Regions from separate parts of the Zea mays genome. Here region 1 is linked to region 2. The links are chromatin contacts, called in public Hi-C maps. All regions are on one chromosome and are shown on one strand. The core of a region is the stretch at or near the end of the contact, and the rest is flanking DNA. Distances in the headings are between cores, read along the strand shown.

Region 1 (6,648 bases), core at 1,423-3,922, 620 kb after region 2:
CGTCAAAAATCTTCTTCTGCAGAGGCAAAACCCATTAGGGACAAGATGGAACAAAGACGACTAATGAAGAAAGAAATAACAGTTATGGTTGCAAAAGATCAGAAAAATGGATCACCTGGAACTCAGAAAGACCATCTGCACCAGCAGCAGCCTCCTCCTCAGCCTTCTCCTTTTCCTTCTCAACATCATACTTGGGCTTCCAGGTCTTCTCCAGAATGGAGGTGGCAACCTTCTCATCGTCAGCAATCAAGATATTGTCAAACAGGATGCCATCCTGCATTGTCCAGATCTCAATCCCAATAGCAGCAATTGGATCAAAGTCAGGCTTGTCAAGCTCAAAGTACTCAGGGTTGGGGATCTCCTGAGGCTTCCAGATTCCCTTGTAGTTGGGGTTGTCAATCATAGGTGCATGCCACTTGCCCTTGTAAGCAGGATTCTGCTTCATTGGCCTCTTCCACTCGCCACATCCAGGTGCCTCTTCACACTTGGGGTTGTCAATCTTTGGCGCCTCCCATTCACCATCCTCCTCATCGTCCCAGTCCTCAGGCTTGGCTGCCTCAGGATCATCAATCTCCTCAGGTTCATCATCCAACCATCCCTCAGGCTTGGTGGCTTCATCATCCACAATTTCCATCGGGGCATCCTCATCCCAGTCATCAGGCTTTACTGCATCTGGATCAGGAATTTTAGCTCTCTCATCCCAGTCCTCCGGCTTCTTGTCATCAGGGTCAGGAATGGTCTTGGATGGGATAAGTGCTGGCTCAAAATCATCAGCAGAAAGGAAGTTCGCCTTCTTCTTTTCTTCCCCATCTACCAAAATTTTGACCTCATTGTCTGGCTTCAAGATAGCCGTGTAGACATGAGAGAGCTTGTCATATGGGACAGATGGTGGGAATTTGAGATGATGCTCAACATACTTTCCAGTCTTAGGATTCTTGTGCTTAAGGATGAAATGAACCTTGTTGGTTGATCCACACTTATCTGGACCAAACATAATAGTGTATGGAGTCTCATTATCAAACTCCTTGGCATCCCATCCAGCATCCTGAGGGCGGATGTACTTAATGTAGGCACCTCCGCATTCAAGGCCATTCTGAAGTCTCACTTCAAACTGCAGGACCACTGTCCCATCCTTCAAGGTAACTGGCTCATCAAGCTCCTTGATTATGGCGTATTTCCTTGCCTTCTCACTAACAAGGAGGCCATAGTCCTCATGACCATCACTCTTGGCATGCCTCCACACACCTACAAAACAGAGTATGTAGGCATTAAGCTATGAAACACACAAAAAAGAACAGAAATTATGACTACAATGTTCAAACAGTGGCAGGCAACAAGCAGTTAAAATAAGGATTGCAATACTGTTTAAAATGGCATTACAGAACCAGGATACTACTCCCTTCATCCACATATGCAAGCAACATGTTGTTTCGGAAAGTGTAACTTTGCAAACTTTGACTAACAATTAGTCAAATTAATTATGGTGTGTTTGGTGCACAAAGGTTGCATAGATGCATATTCAAATTATAACAAATGACACCAATATTCACAGATAAATAGCATACCAGATAACCAGAAAGATCTAACAGGCACCTACTAAAACTTAGTACCGCAAGCTTACTTCATATGAAGAGTGTTTAATGTGGGCACAGAATTACAGGAATATAAAAATACCACTAGCAAACTGAACATACTGACAATTTTATTATTTTTTGGATGACGTAGTTCATTAACACATGCATATAGATAAAATTATTATTCAAAATATCTCCTGATGTCTCATCCTATAATCTAGTACAAGTTAATCACTCCCTCCAGTTAGGAATAGATGAGGCTACTTTCGATTATCTGAGCATCAGTACATTTTGGCAGTTACAGAAACATCAACCATCCATATCAACAATGAGCACACTGCACACACAGAGAAACCAGTCACTCCAATGATCCTCTGTTCGTTAGAGCTACAGACCATTGTAACTTGTGTTGGCACACTCAAAAAGTTATACTGTAAGCTGGAAGGCAAGAACACTCCTCGATTGCATATAGTACGTTGGAATGTGGAGACTAGCCATAGCTCTGCATCTAGAGCGGTGCTGCTAGCGAAGCACATCCGGACAAACTAAAGCACATACATGATTGACAACATACATGACTGACAGTATCAATCGTGGATCTCATGAGTAATTGCACAGTTACCTCTCAGTTTAAACACGGGAAAGTGCGATCTCGGACGAAGAAGCTCCCATAACCCCACTAAACCCACGGATCTAAACAGATCTAGCGAAACCATAACGAGCGAGAGAAAAAAAATGCGCGCGCTTACCTTGGTATTCATCCTTCTTGGAGACGACCCATCTCCCCTCAAAGTCCTCATCGAACGGCTCGTACAGCAGCTGCAAACAACAACACCGAAACCCGGAGTGACCATCACAAATCTCACCCACAAAGTTCCGAGGGAAAAAAGATAGCGAAATCGCAACAGGCTGGCTTAGATTACCGGGTCGGAGGCGTGGATCTGAAAGACCAACGCCGAGACCAGGAGGAGGAGGAGGAGCGCGCGCCCTCCCATCGTCCTCTCAATGTCACGATCTCCTCGAGCCGGGGAGTTTCTCCAAACCTTCCAACCAGAGCGAGGCCTCCGCGAGAGGGAGCAGACGCTGGCAGTATAAGAAGTGGGCGCGGTGGAGAGGCTACACGGCTGAGATCAGGAGAGAGGAAAAGGAACGGTGGGTAGCAGGGCCGGCAGTTGCGAGGAGAAGGCCTTGGTGTGACTTGTTCCGACCAATGGGAGGGCGCGGGACGTGGTGCTGACCAATTGCACGCTGCCACGTCTGACTCGTGACGCTTTGCTCTTGTAGGACGCCATGTCAGCCGCCCCACGAACACGCACGACGGTGGTATCCGGCCAGCCGGCATCTCCAGTGAATACAGAGGCCTTCTACTGACTTTAGATATTCTCGATGACAATTTTGTACCACTTTTTTCAACACTGACATATCATCAAAAATGCTATAAAACTATGAATAAAATAATGTCTCTTAATGTAAAATTTCACTTCACTATTTCATACATTAACATGTCAATTAAATATTGCAACTCAATGACCAATACAAATTAGTAAAATATGTGAAGAGAAACAAATCATTTTCAATGGAGGTCTCCATGGTTTCTAAGACATTGGAAAAAAAAGTTGATGTGACACACTATTAAATGTGTGTGAAACCACTATAAAATCATTATTGTGAATAGCCTTAGGGCACATACAGCGCCGTTAAATACGACGTCTCTAAAGTCACGTAAGCTACAATTAAATAAAAAAAATTCGACGTGGATGCTAATTAAGGAGAAGATAGGCATAGATCGTCCTTTAGTGAAGACACGGTTTCGGCCTATGCTCCAATACAAGAGACGGTAAGACAACCAATGTATGACTTCTTTGGTCCTTGTTCCACACATGATAGGTAACCTACTGTATGACTTATTATTTATATTGTATATACCTGTTTGTAATATACATATAGACAACTATTGTTTGTGGGTTGTACATGCTCTTATGGGGTGTTTGGTTTCACCTAATGTCATATCAAATGTTTAAATGATAACTACGGATAGTAAATATAGTCTAATTATAAGATTAATTGTACAGATAAAGACTAAAAGACAAAACGAAACTATTGAACCTAATTATGTCTATATTTAATATTTATAATTGATATTTAGATAATTGATATGATACAAACTAAATTTTAGTCAGGGGAACTAAAAATACCACGTAAATTTTATAAGTGGTAGAGTTTCAACAGTTCAACAATTATGGGTTGTTCCTCTCTTTCGTACGTCATGCCCCTCATGTGTAACAGTCTGTCAAGGTAATAGACGACGACAGAGAGGCACCAAAGGGTATTCGGGTGAAGAAGCAAAGCACCAGAGTATTTGGGCTAGATTGGACCCAGCAATGGGGGTACACTGTTGGCGAGCGTATGTAACTGAGGCCATGTGGGAGTTGGAGACTTAGCTTGGGGAAGGAGTTGGCGCTGGTTGTGTCTAGACGGTGACGTCATGTGTGAGTGAATCCCTTCTGTTCGTCGAGAATTCTAGTAAAACTCTATAACTTCGTGAGAGAAGGATAGTTTCAGGGGCGGGGCTCGCTATCATCACCATCTATCTCTCACAATTGGTATTAGATTCTTGTTGCGATCCTAGCGGATCCATCTGAGTATACTCTTCGCCCTTAAAATCAGGCAAGGGGGCAAAACAAATCGACAACATGGAGAAGAGTTTAGCCGATCTCTCTCAGCTGCTGCAATCTTTACAAGTCCAGAATGATTCCATCAAGCAAGCCATTGAGGTAAACATAGCATCTAAGCCCTAGACCGAGGACGATGTGGGTCACCTGCATGAAAATGTGGGACACCTGTCGAACAAAGTGAAGAGGTGATGGTCTGCGCCCACCACACATTCATGCATCGAAGGTGTTCGAAGGTGTGCTATTGAAGGATCAAGCGACGCTGGAAGTCTCTACATCGACATCACGGCATCAGTCTGTACCGGACCTCTACGATCACCGCCCTGCTACAGCTTACCGGAGTGATGGTTTTGGGGTTGTCACCACCCTAACACCATCTCCGGTTGCAGGTAACAAAACCCTTTTGCATCCGGATTCCCCTTCATCTACCTTACTTCCTCATGTTGAACCCATGTGGCCATCTTATTCGCCTCATATGATGGCAGCCTTACCTCAAATGAGTTTTCCTTAGTTCGATGGTCACCATACGAAGATGTGGATGGCAAAGTGCGAGTCCTACTTTGATGTGTTTGTTGTCCCGGGTGAATTATGGGTCAAAGTAGCAATCATGCACTTCGTCGGTTCAGTCGTTTTTTGGTTATAGTCTATGGAAAAAAGCTTTGCGAAACACAGTGGACTTAGTTTTGCTCAGCGGTGTGTGCCCGCTTTGAGCGTGATCATCACAACCATTTAGTTCATCGGTTCTTTCACATCAAGCAAGTTGACACTGTCACGGAATATATGTTGAGCACTTCAATACTCTGGTGCATCAAATTCTAGCTCATGACCCTTCATTTAACATATTTGCTATTGTAAATCGTTTTGTTGATGGCTTGGAACCTGGCATTAAGGTTGTAGTTTTTATGCAGCGGCCATGGACCTAGATACTGTTGTTTCCTTGGCTTTGTTACAGGAGGTGCTCACTGGTCACAAGACCCACTCTATGCCTTCTAAGGTAGCTGAACCATCACTGTCCAGAACTGTGTCACATCCGACACCATTGTCTTCCTCTCAACCTGCTGCTACAACTTCAGAACTCCGGCGTGGTGTGGATGGCACCAAATCAAGCTTGAAGAAAACAAAATTTCAGCGTTGATGGCATACCGTAAAGCTAATGGGTTGTGCTTGTGCTACAAGTGTGGTCTTAGATGGGGCCAAACTCACAAGTGCAACGCAATAGTTCCCTTGAAATTGGTGGAAGAAGTCTAGCAAATCTTGGAGACCTCTGTACCTCCAAAATAGAAGTCTATGCCTTAGGAGGATTCTGGTGATAATCTGATGTTTTTGTCCATCAATGCAGTCCAAGGAACATAGTCTCCTCAGACTCACTACCGGAAACGGGCGCTTTGCCGAGTGCCCGAAGCACTCGGCAAAGCCTTAAAAACACTCGGCAAAGGCTTTGCCGAGTGTGACACTCGGCAAAGAAGGCTCGGCAAACAGTGCATCAGCAAAGCCTTTTTTGCCGAGTACTTTTTCTCGGGCACTCGGCAAAGAAAAGCGGCCGTTACGGTGACGGGTGACAGAGACGGTGTCTTTGCCGAGTGTCACGGATGACACTCGGCAAAGGAGTTACCTTTGCCGAGTGTCTTCCCAGAAGCACTCGACAAAGAATACATCTTTGTCGAGTGCCCTCTGGGGCACTCGGCAAAGAGCCCGCCAGGGAGGGTCCCCATGTCAGGCTCTTTGTCGAGTGCTCTGTGCGGCACTCGGCAAAGCCTGCCTCTTTGCCGAGTGCCAGCGACATAACACTCGGCAAAGTCCCTAAACCGGTGCCCAGGTTTTTGCTCTTTGCCGAGTGTTATGACCCTGACACTCGGCAAAGCGCCTCTTTGCCGAGTGTTACACTCGGCAAAGTGACCAGTATATACGTTTCTTATTTGTTTTTTGTATTCCATCCACACAAACAAAAGATATCACATATATACATCACAGAGATCATCACAAACATAAATAGCCAATACAAACATAAAACCGTCACCACAAATATAAATATCCATCACAAACATAAGTGTTCAACACAAGTATCAAACACAAACATAAGTCTCAAACGTCGCAAGCTCTCACATAAGTATCAAATACAGACATAAGTATTATACACAAGTTCTGAAGTCTAAAACAATGAAAACACAACACTCATGGAGGTGGGCGGTTTGACCGGGGCTGAACCCTTCCGGAGGGTTGTTGGATGCCGCCCCAGATTGGCCCTGCACAGAGAAGAGATTGCATGTGTTATACCAGATGCATTACAAATATCTAACTACAATTTTGATACTCACAGGAGTGTGGAAGAGAGCAGGGTCAACTGGAGGGAACAATGGAGGTGGCGGAGCGATGCCCTGTACGGCGCCAAGGCTCTGCATGTA
Region 2 (7,481 bases), core at 4,032-6,531:
CTCGCCCACGCGCTCGACCCATCTGGGCTGGGGCACGCAGCACACTCACTCGTCGGCTTAGGGACCCCCCTGTCTCGAAACGCCGACACCGATCGAGTCAAAAGACCTAGCACGCTTTTTGTGGAGCAATACCTATAAATTCTTGTTCGGTTAAGAGTGGATTTGTCATATCCGGATTTAAAGGCTAAAATCGGACACAAATCAAACGTGATCTAGGATCAAGTCTCACGTATATGATGACTCACGGTACATAAACGAATGTCAAATCTTTATTATATAATAAAGTTCTGTATAAAATAGTTAAATATCTACAACAACCATAGTTAACTGAGATACGACGGTCTAGACATATCACGAACTCATCGCAACATTCTTCGTATTGTTTAGAAGCCATCCGTCTATGAATCGAAAGGAATAATTTATGTGTCATCGGAGCGCACAGCCGAACAGGCACGGTGATAGTACGGATTCATGTATTTCGTTTCGATCCCCTCGCTTTTCCGCGAATGAAGCTAGGAATCATCAAAGGCACGGCAACCCGATTCCAATTGTATAATTATTCGGCCCTATCCATCGACCAGCCACGATCAGTTACATTCATCGGCGGATTCTTCTCAGCACGCACCTCTTCGCTTTCGGTAGCCGCGCGCCGGCTCCGATCTATACCGAACCCGCACCGCACCACTCCCCTGCTCGCGTTCGATCACAACGGCACAGGAATATTTCATTCGAGCGAGTGCGATCTCAGGTGGCCGGGGCTAGCTGGAGTAGTCGATCTCATTCCCGACCGTACATGTTTATATACACGTTAACACGTACGATACGATTAAACCCGGGAAGTGGCTATAAATTAATAAAGGCGCCGAACGCGATCGGTTCTCTGTTGGTCGCGAATCGGATCACATCGCCGTCGTCGGCCGGGTTCTGAAGCTAGCTAGATGCAGCCATCATATCGACGGCACCCAGGCAATGGAAGCAGCATAATGTGCCTCCCAAGCAACACATAGAGAATCTCGCCAAAGTTCGTTCACGTGGAACGGCCACCGGGGGGACTAAAAATATAAGAGTTGACTCGCTTAATTTGGGGGGAAGGTTGTATACGGTGTAGTGTGTAGTGATCGGCACAGACCTACTAATTAAATCCCGCAGGGCTGCAGCTTTGCTTTCTCTGCGGAAAGAGTATGCACAGCAACGAAGCGCTGTGGGAAAACTTTGAGCGGCGGGAGGGGTGGGGGCCAGATGAGACGAGAGCAGGACGTATGACATGATGATTGAATGGAAAAAGCAGCAAAGGGAGGGACGGAGGAGTCACGGATCTGCTGTTTTCTTTTTCTTTCTTTTGCTCAGATTTTAGAGAGAGAAGCTAGCTGGATGGATGAATTGTGTATAGTCACGGACGAGGGCACCGACCGTTGGGTGCAAATGCTGCTGACACGGACGGACGAAACGGAGGGAGGAGCTCTCCGCCTCTCCCTTGTCCTTTGGTGTGAGGCCGGGCCCGCAGCACGCAGCACAATCTATTCAACGGCCCATTTTAAGAATCCCCAGCAGCCCCATGGCGTGAGGCCCACGCGGCTACAACACTAGAGCGTGTACAGAGCGTACCTTAGAATGCGATGTTTACTTTACGAAGTTTAAAATAAGTAGTGAGATACGAAGGTTTCCAAAAAAAATATAGGCTAACACGCACATCGGTTTCTATCTTAAATAACAGTCCATCATCCTTTTAGGTTGCCAGGCTCTAATCCAAAGCTAGTCGCCGATCTAACAAAGCACCTACGGGCTACGGCTTTATCCTTTAACTTCCTTGTGACGTTCTAGCTTTTGGTGGACACCAGGCTTTAGCCTTTCGCCCTTTCCTGCCCAACTTGATTTATTGTATAGTATATACCACGAGAGCGCAGTCCATAGGGCGCACGCACTAGATGCAACCGTGCCGTGCAGGCCGCGGTTCGCCTCTGAACAAATCCCACGCAGTAGATTTGCTCCTAGTCCTATATAAAGTGAGAGAGAGAGAAAAAAAAAACATAGCGTAGTACTAGTAGCTTTGCAAATGGACCGGCTTTGCCCCCCAGGAAATTCCGCGAGCCGAATCTCACGGCCTCGATGGAATCGGCAGTCACGTGTCGATACCACTCCCCCGGTAAACTTAACTTAGTGCAGAGAAAAGTGGCAGCGGACAGAAAGCGCACCACACACTGTACTCGAACTCGACTCGACCCCCGTACTAGTACTCACAGAGAAGCATGCCGCCGATGCTAATGCACGCATGTGGAGGATCCCATTAGTAGTCTAAAACGCATCGCAGATTGGACCCCTAATAAATTAATAAGTGCTGCTGCAGTTTGTGGATCGCCGAATCGAGGACAAAAGCTACTACTGCTATCGAAAATGGTCGCCGCCGTGGCCTGTAGTAGGTGTGTACTAGCCTGTAGGTGTAGTGTAGTACGCGTAGACGAAGGGAGAAAAGTGAAAAAGCTACTCGTAGGTTGGGCTCGTGCTCCCGTCGCCTTTGACATGTCACGCTCCACAATGCGCCGAGCATGGGGGGAGGAGGAGGACCCACCGGAGAGAAGAGATGGAAAGCAAGCAAAGGGGGGAAGGCGGGCAGTGGCACACAGGCCGGTGGTCGATGGCTGGAGATCCGCGTTCTCGAAGTGCTCGCTCGCTTTTTCTTCCTCCTCATTTCCATTTCCACCGCGTTTTTTTTATCCTGCACTTTACACTGTACTGTATGGGCTGCGCCTGCTCTGCTGGTGCTGTGTAGTGTAGTGCCTCCTGTCAACATGACTCCTCCAAAAGGAACCAATGCTGTCAAGACCCCCAAAAAAAAAGGTCAGTGCCGTAGCAGCCTAGCGAAAGGCAAATGCGAGGTGGAGAGTGGAGACGTGGAGTGGACGACTGGAGTCGCCTCGCCTATCTATGCCCCGGCCATTACGCGGCTTAACAAAGAAAAAAGCGTCGTTCTTGGCTGCCGCTTCACGTCACGAGAGCAGAGAGGCAGAGGCAACTGCGTGCGCCGCGCCTGCACGCGGGCCGGGCACCGGGAGTCCGGTACGCACGCACGAAAGGAGTGGCAGTTGCCTTGTCTCCTCTCCTCTCCTCCGAGGCTCCGGCGTTCCTTCCCCATGCTGGTTGGTTTCCTTGGTCGCATCTTTTCTGGAGCGCAGGCCGCGGCTTTGACTGGAGAACAGCTGCCTCCGCCTTTGCAGTCCTACCGTACCAGCAGAACTTTTGGGGCGTGTGATTAGCCATGAACCGTACTACTAGCTGGACCCCACCATGAGGAATCGCGTCCCCCACAACACGGCAAGCTAGCTAGCTACCAAGCAAGCAAGCACGCACGCACGCAGACTGATCCATCTGAGCCGTCTCGTGTACCGAGTCTCTGCTACACCCAGCGCGCGGTAAAAACCGACGCCACTTCTACGGACTGCCACTACTCGGTGACTGACCGACCGCAACGTAGTACGTTGGCCTTGACGGGACGGGGATGACGCACCGGACAAGTCAATTTTGTACAGACAAAGATCTGTCCCGGGAGTACCCTCGCGTCATTTATGCGGTGTGGGCGAGAGGAGAGACCAGCGCCCGCACGCAGCGCTGGTGGGACCACGCTGCCCATTCGGCAGATGCGATCCCCTCTACTGCTGGCCTCCATCCTGGCCGTGGACGATGTGAACAGTGCCAGATCGCCACTCCACGTTGGTAACATGATGCTTCAGTACAACTACAAGCAGATTTGGCGTCACGCTGAAACAATAATACATGTCGAGGGAAGCTCCAAGTATAGTAGAATACCATAGCTTTTCGTATCTAAGCTTTGGCCGATCTCCTCATTAATACAACAAGCCAACACTACCCCAAAAAAAAATACTACTAGCACATCTGAGAAACAAGGTACCAGAAAGATATTCCAGGGGAGAACAGAAGTTAGTGCCAATTACCAGTAGTACAGCTAACTGCGTCTAAAATTAGCCTACTATGCTGCAACTTGGAGCATCTCTACATTTACTACTCAACAAAGCTCGCCGCCTGACCCCGGGAGCCAGCGGATCTCATTGGACAACGAGTGCCGCCACCGCGCGGGACCAACACGCCGGCAGGGCCCCTCCCGCCTCGTCACAGCAGGACCTGGAGCGAGGCGTTCTTGCTAGCGCCGCAGACGGGGCACGCCTCGGCGGCGGCCTCGCACGCGCGGCACAGGCAGAGGTGGCGGCACGGGAGCAGCAGCACGGACGCGTCGCCGCCTCCGCAGGACTTGCACGACGGCGGCGAGGAGCCCCGGGACGCGGCGTCGCAGTCGTCGGCGACGGGGCCCGGCGGGGAGGTCTCGAAGCAGCAGGACCGCGCGTCCTCCGCCTCGCCGCCGCCAACGCCGGCGCCGGGCTGCTGCTGCTGCAGCAGCTGGTCCAGCGTGGCGCGGAGCCCCGCGGCGACGGCCTCGTGGCTCCGGGCGACGCCCAGCCACGCCTGCCCCTCGGCGGCCAGCTGCCGGAGCCTCTCCTCCAGCTCGGCGTTGCGGCGGCGGGCGCGCCCCAGCTCGGCCTCCGCCAGCCGCAGCCGCCCCGCCGCGGCGCGCTGCACGGCCGCCGCCACCGCGCGCGCGTGCCTCCGCCGAGCCTCCTGCAGCCCCGCACGCATCCTCTCGGTCTGCGGCAAGACCACGCGAGCAAGAGTCAGACAACGTGTGGGGGAGCTCGCCGGATCTGTCAAGACGGCAACGACTGACTACCACGCACCTCGAGCCGCACCAGCGCGTCGATCTCCATGCCCTGGCGGTAGAGCAGCGACAGGACGCCGTTGGTGGTGGCCGCCGCCCGACCACTGGTGGACGCCGCGCCGCACCCTGCCTCCCTGCTCTGCACGTCGCCGGCGAACACCTGGCCCTGCGGCACCGGCAGAACCAACCCCTGCTGGTGGGCATCATCCAGGAACCCGGGCGCGACGCGTGCACGCTTCCTCGGGAGAAACACGTTGCTGTTGTCGCCGCCGCCGCCGTTGCAGGTGAGCTCGCTGCGCGGCTGGGTGTCGCCAAACGCGGCGACCTCGAAGGGCGCCGGCGCCGGCGCCGGCGCGCACCCGCCGAAGCCGAGCTCGTCGAGGAACGCGGAGCCGCCGCCGCCGACCGTGGCGCCCTCCAGTGCCCTGAAGGCGTGCCCCATGTCGTGGGGCAGGAAGGCGGGGTTGAGTAGGTGCTGCGCCTGGACGGCCATGGACACCGGCCTTGTCTTTGCGGGAGAGGGGGAGGAGATGTGGTTACTGACTACTGGGTACTGGGTAGTGCAAGGGCAAGGGGTGGGAGGGAAGTTATATATACGGGGGGTCGGGCGGGGCGGGGAAGACACGTTGGGTGTGTGGGGCGCCTGCAAGGAGACAAAAGCTGCCGGTTTTTTGTTTATCTTGACGAGGAGAGGGAGGCAGGGCAAAGGCCCAGGCAGGCGGCAGGCGAACGGATTGGATGCTGCTGCGACCTCTCTTTTTCCCCGCCTTTAATAATGGCGATCGTTTACGCCGGAACCAATACCTTTTTTTTTATCCCGCCTCGCCTTGTCTGCGCCACCACGCTTCTTTTTCTTTTCCCGTCAATCTGTCATGGTTTTTCTTTTCCTTTCATTTTGTTGTCTGGCGATTGATTGGCGTGACCGTGATGCGAGACGTGGAGTAGAGTGGTGGTGGTCCTCGTGGACCAGCACACAAAGGGTGGCCTACCTACCTCTGGCCTCTGGTAGCATGCTGCCTGCTTGATGCTGTGCCTTTTTTTCTTTATTTGCTCGATTATGGTTGTATTTCTAAATTTTACTCTATAAATTATTGTTTAAAAATTTATTTACATAAAAAATATACTTTCTATATTTTTCAATCTTCAACAACTTTTTCTATATTTTATTTATACTCTAGAGAGTCTTCACGTTTCCTATCTTTAACTATATTCGAATAATCATTTAAATAAGATGTTAGAGTTTATTTTCTATATTTAAATGCTAATGGTCAGCATCAGAATGTCTAGCGTGCACCTAATATGGTGCATCTAACATGGCATCTGGATAGCGCTTAAAAAGAATGCGAGAGGATTTGCACTGACTAGACGTATCCAATGAAGCACCAAATATGACACTAGATAGGACATCCTAAGAGGGTTGTAGATGCGCGTGAGACACTGAGCACTCATCAGATGTATCTAATGAGGCACCAGATGCGACACTATACAAGACACTCATATATGTGTTGTAATGTGCACATCAAGCGGTGTACTCACTAGACGTGTCTTGTGAGGGTTCATTTATACCAAGAGATACTGATATAATAATAGGTAGTTTTTGAACTAGCCATTGAAGCTTGCATCGAACATGTACAATAGTGGAGGTATGTGTGCATTAGACATGTCTGGCTAGTTCTCTATCTTTGAGCTACATATATCTCTACATCTTGTCCATTTGAGGTCTTTTAACCATTTGTTCAGCTGAACAAAACCTATTAGAGTGAAAGCGAGAGCCTTTGCCTAGTGAGATAATTGATTTGATAATCGTGAAATTAGTGGTCTCATTAGTGTATTGCGAGTAGCGATACAAGTGTGCACCCACCATTCTCATTAGCCTTGGTCTAGTAAAGTGAGATTTTGTGCTTGTTATTGTTGATGATCGACATCACCTATATGGTTTGATGGTGATAAAAGTTTGGTGGTCACCCAATGAATATTATGTGTTGCGCAACTCAAGGTGCAAATAGTTGCAAGTGATTCACTATACTAGAGTGACGAAGAATTGATACGTAGATAGAACTTAACCTTGTGTGGTTCAATGAGAAGCGATACTCTTGTATGAGTACTATGATAAAGACCAGTAGGGAGTAGGGAGTGTCAACGGTTTGATACCTCAGAAAAGTTATCTCCTTATTTTAACCTTTCTTACTTTGAGTATTTATATTTGAGCAATTGAATGATTGCCTTTACGTTACTTGAATTTTCATATTATAATAAAGTTGGACCTATAGTGTGAAACTTTTGTGATCCAATAGAAAATATTTTTAGACACAAAAAAGAATAAAATAGGATATTCGATAGAATTTAAATACTGTAAAAAAATAGGTTGACCTAATTTACTTTTTTTACTTGAGCATTAAACTTCTTTAAGCTTGCATGGCGGTAGTGATGATAATGAGCTCTAAATTTTACCCTATAAAATTTAAGGATCAAACTTTATTCCTATTCATCTTGAACATTGAGATCCTGATCCATTACGTCCGTGTCGCAACCTATTTACACTCGACTCGAGTAAATGTAGGGGTGACAATGAGATCTAAATTTTACACTATAAGATTTAAGAATCGGATTATACTGGGATCAGGCTATGTTTCTATTAATTTTAGAACTAAAATTTATTTAGAACCCTAACATTTTATGAAAAGGCATTTGAATCAGGATACATTATCACCCCTAAGTAAATGCTAATTCTAGCATTTCTATCTAAACAGCTAAACAA

Evidence for each region. Hi-C and Micro-C count contacts between places; a contact is called where the count stands out from the background.
Region 1: a Hi-C map of endosperm shows a contact between it and region 2, with 5 times the contacts expected there. The contact joins the promoter of LOC100283947 here to the promoter of LOC100281271 in region 2. A contact is called at or near these places in 2 of 25 Hi-C or Micro-C datasets (ear and endosperm).

What each region holds. Positions count from the first base shown.
Region 1 is chr2:63,530,442-63,537,089 of Zm-B73-REFERENCE-NAM-5.0, forward strand. It overlaps LOC100283947 (calnexin), which reads right to left and starts at 2,673. Exons shown (of 6, transcript NM_001156845.1): 1 at 2,498-2,673; 2 at 2,324-2,393; 3 at 116-1,245; 4 at 1-16. The coding sequence starts at 2,569. LOC103646531 (a long non-coding RNA gene) reads left to right here. Exons shown (of 3, transcript XR_562248.3): 3 at 4,242-5,598.
Region 2 is chr2:62,905,833-62,913,313 of Zm-B73-REFERENCE-NAM-5.0, forward strand. It overlaps LOC100281271 (inhibitor of apoptosis-like protein), which reads right to left and starts at 5,282. Exons shown (of 2, transcript NM_001154992.2): 1 at 4,743-5,282; 2 at 3,792-4,653. The coding sequence starts at 5,216. The coding sequence ends at 4,123.